2 separate regions of the Drosophila melanogaster genome follow, and region 1 is linked to region 2. A link is a contact called in public Hi-C data. All regions are on one chromosome and are shown on one strand. The core of a region is the stretch at or near the end of the contact, and the rest is flanking DNA. Distances in the headings are between cores, read along the strand shown. Region 1 holds the start of ImpL2 (Ecdysone-inducible gene L2). Region 2 holds the start of lncRNA:CR45737 (long non-coding RNA:CR45737).

Region 1 (3,344 bases), core at 119-2,618, 840 kb after region 2:
GTGGTATAGTCACACATATTCATTCGAGAATGTACTAGGTTATAAAATGTAAAGATAACTCGCTTAAATAATAATAATAACTCGAAATACAAATGAATCCGCTCTTAAGCAACGAAATCGGCACAGATAAGCTGATATTATAAATATAGATCAAACTGCACAAGTTCGCACAGTTCTCAATGACAAATTCCGGTTGTGGAGATGTCAAAACAGATCTCAGGCAACGAATATTCATAATATTTTGCTTAAGTTCTGTTTGACAATTGGCATTCTTCTCACGCTCGATCGCCACTGAGGACTTTGTTTACTCTTAGTATCCGCCAGTTTTTCGGCGTATAAAAGCACATTGCTGACCAAATACTGCAGTTATCATTATTGCCCGGCTTTCGGGAAGCAAAACAACAACAACAGATCCGATATATGAGGGGAAACTACAGACCAACTGGCGACTACCCCAGAAAAACTGAGATCCCCCCAGTGTCTGTTGGTATTCCACTAGTCTGTTGCCTAGCGCGATAACAAATCATTTTTGTTGCACAATTAAAAATCACGAGTGTGCTAAATTAAAGATGAAATGTTTCAATTAAATCGTTTGCGAATTGACCCTTTGTACCCACGTCACATGAATCAAACATGGAATCAAACTGCTCATTTTTAGCACTCTCATCACGAAAAGTTATGAATTGATGGCACAAGATCAGAAACTGGTACAAAAATGTATGAAGATGTTCAAAGTCGAGATACCATTCGATTGCCAAGGCGATGAGTCAAACGGAGGAAGCTGCTATATAAGTTATACGGATGGTTTTGAACCCCGAACCCCAATTAAGTGGGCTATCTTTTCTGCTAAATCATGGTTTCTAGGCGGTCCTACATATAAAAAATATATTATTGAGAAAGGTTTTTTTTCGTTTGCCGCTATAAAGATTATTCAGTTTTTGATGGAATATTTTTTAATTAAGCCATAGAACTGTGCAGTATATAGTCAAAATTAATTTAAATAAAGATCCAAATGCATATATTCCCCAATAATCAGAGACATTTAAGCTTGTAATAGTTGTCCAAAAATCCCGCCATATGCTTATAGTTAGTACACTTATTTAGTGATTGACTAGCATTCGTACCTGCATATTTTTTGTTTTTTGGATGACGTTCACTCGAAGCTTCGTTGGCACTTTCACTAGAGTTCTAGAACTTCGGCTGGAGTTTCCGGTGGAAATGGAATACGTTAAGGTGGGCTTTCGATTTCACTTGGACTAAAACTCAGGCTGCAGTTGCAGTTATACTCTCGGCTCTGTATATATATGTGAATATATATATATATGGTCGATTCTCGGTGGAGCTCCGTTCTGCTCGAGATGTGGCGAGTGATGATGGACTGTGTGGCGGAAGATTGAGCGTCCATGCTTTTATATCTGGCATCTGGCATGGGCATGGGCATGGGCATGCCCGAACCGAACCAAAAATCAACAAGTGGGCGAATGCGGGACGAACGGACGAACGGACAAACGGACAAACGGACGCATGGACAAACGGACGAGCGAGCAAATTGGACTCTACAGGGGCTTTAATAACAGTTATGGCGTCGGCACTCTCTACAGATACAGTATCTCAATCCGCATTCGTATCTGTAAATGTATCTGTGGCGGCTGCCTTCGTGTCCACGCTCGGGTTTCTTATATTTTTTTCGTTAGCCCCAAAAAGGGGGTGGCTCACAGGGGATGGGATGGCTGTGGCTCTGGCTCCGAGTTACTTGTTGCTCCCCTTTGATTGATTGACTCGCAAAGAAAATTGTATGCAAATTTATTATTTTAAATTACATTTTTCTCATTAACATTCGCAGAAGATTGGATCGGCTGCGTTCGGATCGGACTGGAAATCAAATGAAATGAAATGAAATGAAATGCGTGCCCCAAATGCATATGAAAATCACTACGGTTTTTTACAGTACACTCAAGCGCCTCGATCCCACAAATTACCATATGGCGGTGACTCTCACAAGGATCAATAGATGCCAGTCACTTGGCGGAGGCGGTGCCTTCTGATTTCCCACCATTCCCAACATTGATGGCCTCCGCCTTTGGGCTGATAATTCCGGATTTGTTCAGGTCGCGATTTTAATTCGGCTCGACGGGAATTAGTTCCATCTGCTTTCCGGTCAGACAGTCAATCACCGTGGTTCTATGGATATATGTAGAGCTGGAGATACAGATATAGGTATGGCTATGACGATAGCGATGGCGATGGCAGACCTGCTGCCTCCAGTTGGAGACTCTGCATCAATTGCCGCGGTGTCCGCTATTTGCATTCCAGAGCCCCGGTACCAATTGCACAAAGATCCCGCCACAGACGATGCTGCAATTGATTTTGGTGTGGCGTCAATTGAAATGCACTTCGGAGTCTAGGAGTCTGGGCACGGAGAAAAAATCCAACCAAAATTGGTAATCCGCCTCATTACAATGGGGCTTATATCAGCACAAATAATGCTCTTCAGCTGGACGAGAATAGGCCACCTAATTAGAGTTCTATGGGCCTTTGTTGCTACTTCTTAAACGCCCACTTTTTATGTGGAATATACCACAAAAAACCGGAAAAATATCTAAATACGCACAGTGAAAAAAAAATGTACTCAAAAGTGATGGCTCATCAATGTTTTGCTTGGCAAAAAAAACTCTTATCTGTGCGATTCGTCACTAGGTGGTGATATTTTCAAGGTATTCAAATAATTTAATTAAATTAAGGCCACATATATATTTAAATCTAGAAAGGTCTCTTATCTGCGACAGCAGATGACACATTTTTATAATATATCAGTCTAATATTAAAATATATAGAACAATTCTTTGGTGTAAATATGCATTTCCACTTTCTACTTGTTCAATTTAAAAATTTGTTTTAATTTTAAGATAAAGTATTACGAATAAGTAATGCTTTCTAAAATGTTTCAATTAAATAATCTCACGTATTTGCTGTCTATCTTAAAATCTGATAACTACATTAAACCTATATTCTCAGCCATTTTTTCACTGTGTGGGCCTACGTGCTCCAAGTGGCCTGCCACCGTTATATTCAAATGAAGTGGAGCTCACGCAATCACGGCAACAGACAGCCCGGGGAAAGCCAGCATGATGACCACCAGCTTGGTCATTATCGGTTCGGGAACCACATGATGATGGGACCTTGCCACCGCAGTTGGAAATGGCTGTGAAAATGGTCACCTAGCAACAGCGGCTGCCACGCCCAATTTAAAGCGGCCCCTCGCCCGTTTGAGAGGCAACGAGCACCACCCAGGCACCCAGCCGCCACCCAAGCATCCAAGCATCCAGCCAGCAGGCCAGCCAATC
Region 2 (3,522 bases), core at 556-3,055:
CAGCCGAAACATCCGTTAAGCGTTCGTTAAGTGTGCGCATGCGTGGAGCTCTTTTGTCGATTCCACCGAACCAGGGATCGGATGGGATCGGTTAGGATCTGCCCAGATGGAGGGGCATATAGTAAGCAGTATAGCACCATAGCATATGCCGGGGCATATCCTGGAGGGCTTATGAGGCGGGCACTTGAACCGAGCCGAGGAGAACAGGAAACATGCCTAGTTACCAGTGGGCGTCGAGTGCTGGAAGGGGAAGACAAGTGCCTCCATCTCTGCTTCCCCGTAATTAATTAAAGAACCGTCATTCGATGTAGGCGTCGTTTTTGGCTACCTCCTCCTCCATCCACTGCGGCGAACTGCGCCCCCTCGATAGGCATATAAAGCTTAATTAAAGCAAATTAAAGTGATTGCCATTTAGTTTGAGGTTAATTGCATTAAATGCGAAACGTAAAGTCGAGCACGCATCTCTCTGTGTTCGTTCTCTCATTTCTCCATCTCCATTCTCGATTCACGATTCTCCTTGCGCTTCTTCAAGGGGAAGAATCTCTGGTTCTTCAGCTGGTTCCGATCTTGGGGGGGCCCTTAGTCTCCTCGGTCTGCTCCATATGCGAATTGTGTCGTGAGACTCGCTGCAACTTTGACCCCCTTCAGTGGGCAAGTGATTCAATGTTGCACGCATCGTTTGGCTACGGGTGAATAGCTCTAGAACCCTTGGGAAAATCAGAGGAACTACGACTGACACTTGGGGGACACTCCCCCTTATTTAAAATAAACATCAAGGTAGTGGTAAAGCTTGTTCTAATCAGCTTACAAAGCCATTATTTGAATGCAATATTTAAAATAATGGTTGTGTTTTTAAAAAATGAGAGTTTTGCAGCTGCATTAGTTTCTGTTTCTTTTCAATGTGCCCGCCTCAGTTGCCCTGCTCCAAATGGCCATCGCCGTAGAAGTCGCCACACTTGCCCCCAAATCTAGTTGCAGTTTGCATGTTTGCCGGCACTTTCGATCCAATAGAGCTCCCCTCTTCCCCAATTTGCCCGCCTTGGAAACTTATGCACATCTTGTCGGCACATAAATTCTCATTACAAGTGGAAACGATGACGATGACAACGACTTGGCCTATGGCACTGAACTTTTGTGCTTAATTTTTTCGATATGCAATAAATTGAGAATGCCCAATGGGGATGGTTGGGGATAGCCAGTGGATGTCGATCGCGGATGGGAGATTCCTTGGGTTGACCCTTGTACCTCTAGGTATAAGTTAGGTGAGTTCTTTCGATGTCACTATCAGATGAGGCAATATATTACCATCTTTGCTATTTGATCGAAGGCATTAATAATACAATTAAATTGTATAGACTTTCGGATTGCAGATCCATGTGGGAGGTCAAAAGACATGTTGACCACGCTAGTCCAACAACCTCAACTAATATTCTGTTTCTAAGCCGTTGTGCCCCCTCTGCAAATATATATTCAATCAACTGGTGCTGCATTTATTACAGACGAGTTTTAAACCTGTGCACACACACAATTTCCAAGGGCCGTGGATATATGTTAGTTAAACAGGATGGAGAAGGAAGTCCAAGCAGCATCACTACTCTGCTGGCCGGATGAGCATTAATTGCGTTGATTGTCATCGCTGCTTGCTGCTTGTTGATGTTGCTGCTGTTGCTGATGTTGCTGCTGATGCTGATGCTGATGTTGCTGTTGCTGTTGTCGCTCTGCGTGCAATTGTTGCAAAAAGCTGCGGGCTGCGAATTGCAGTCGGTTCATTGGACTGGCGCAGTCAGCTTGCAACTTGCAACGTCAGTCGCATGCGCCGATGTCTAGGTAAAAGTTCTATGTTGCTGTTGCTGTGGCTTTTGCTGTTGTTGGTGTTGTTGTTGTTGATGTTGTTGTTTTGCTTTTTAGACACAATTTCCGGGTCATTGACTTGAAGCATTTCTTCATTGAATTGCGTATGTGACTGCAACTGTGTGGGTTAGTCCCGCGTTCTCAGTGTGAGTGTATATATGTGCAGCAACACGATCAATAAACGAGACAAGCAGCAACAACAACACCAGCAAGCACTACACCAATAACAACAACGACAACAACAGTAAAGAACACCAACAACATTGACAACCACACCAACAACAATCACAACAAACACTACACCAACAATAGCAACAACACCAATATCAACAACAACAGAAACAACAACAGAAACAACAACAACATACACGCACAACGACGACGGCGAGTTAGAAGAAATACGATAAAAAAAACAGAGACGAAGCAAGCGAAGAACTTTTATATTACCAAAGAGTGCTTTCAGAAAGTGCACTGAAAAAAAATCTATTTTAGATCAGAAGGATTAGTGCAATATTTGTAAAACCGTAATAGATCGATAATACAAAACCTTTATTGAATAAAAAAATTGACTACTTTATGATTATGCAAACTTATATCCAAACAAATCTCATTTTCTCTCTCTGTAGAAAGGGGGGAAGTGTTGAAGAAAGGGGCGGTACGGTGGGTGCTGAAGGGGTGTTGTTGTTCTGTTTACGACTTTGCCTCGATTTTTGTTGGAGGACGAATGCGTGTGCAGTGCAAGAGCAGAAAAACACAACAACCAACAACCCAGTGGAGGAACAACACAAGCAAAAACAACTGCACAACGTGCACAGTTAAAGAAAAAGGCCAAAGAATATGGTGGCACGAAAGGACGACTATCAGAATACTCATGTTTCATATTTTTAAAATTCCTTTTTGTGTTAAATGCATTTTCCATCAAATAGCTTCTCTTAATTTCTAGTAAACTTAATGTGTGAGCTTTTTGATCTGGCACAAACACCGTGTCAAAAGTATATACCCAATGACCCTTTCTGCCGGTTTTTCTAGGGTATGCAAACAACAACAACAAACACAGAGGCAACGAACGCAGATAAAACCATGCAACCGGCAAGGTAACAGCCCCAGAAGCGAACGAAAACCTCCGCTAGCCACCTGCCCCTGCCCCGCCCCACGCCTTTTCCCCGCCCCCTGATCACCACCACTTTGCTCCCCCCTCCCGTCAAGCAGGTAACCTGATCGCCACAAAACAGAAGAAACAGAACGGAGAGTGAGGAGGAGAAGCCGGAGCCAGCATATCAGGAGACGTAGTCTCTTCCCAGAGAGCACTGCTCGAAATTGGATACCCTTTTCAAAGTAACACGAATGTATTCTAAAATTGACTTTACTGTTCTTATAAAATCTAATTAGAAAAACATATTATTATTGCTAGGGTGCAATCTTAGTTTCTCCCAGTGCACCTGCCTCTGTGTTGGTGCGTGTTTGTGGAAATCAAGTGTAGCAAAGGAAAGGAAAGGCGGAGGCCAAAGAATAAGAGCACCGGGCTCAAAGAAAACGAGCAGAAGAAGAGGAAGAAGCTGAGGAAAGCGAGGAACGTCGCGTCACGGAAAACTCGTTAATGCAGGCGAAGATTTCACTTGGACTCCAGACCCACCTCACCCATACACACGAACATGTGTGCCCCTCCGTATG

What was found. A called contact is a pair of places that touch in the nucleus more often than the background predicts.
Region 1: a contact with region 2 is called in a Hi-C map of the Kc167 cell line, with 2.8 times the contacts expected there. A contact is called at or near these places in 3 of 107 Hi-C or Micro-C datasets (the Kc167 cell line, embryo and embryonic mesoderm).

Annotation. Positions count from the first base shown.
Region 1 is chr3L:4,234,779-4,238,122 of dm6, forward strand. It overlaps ImpL2 (Ecdysone-inducible gene L2), which reads right to left and starts at 1,369. Exons shown (of 3, transcript NM_079197.5): 1 at 1,125-1,369. The coding sequence starts at 1,130.
Region 2 is chr3L:3,392,283-3,395,804 of dm6, forward strand. It overlaps lncRNA:CR45737 (long non-coding RNA:CR45737), which reads left to right and starts at 1,806. Exons shown (of 1, transcript NR_124771.1): 1 at 1,806-2,325.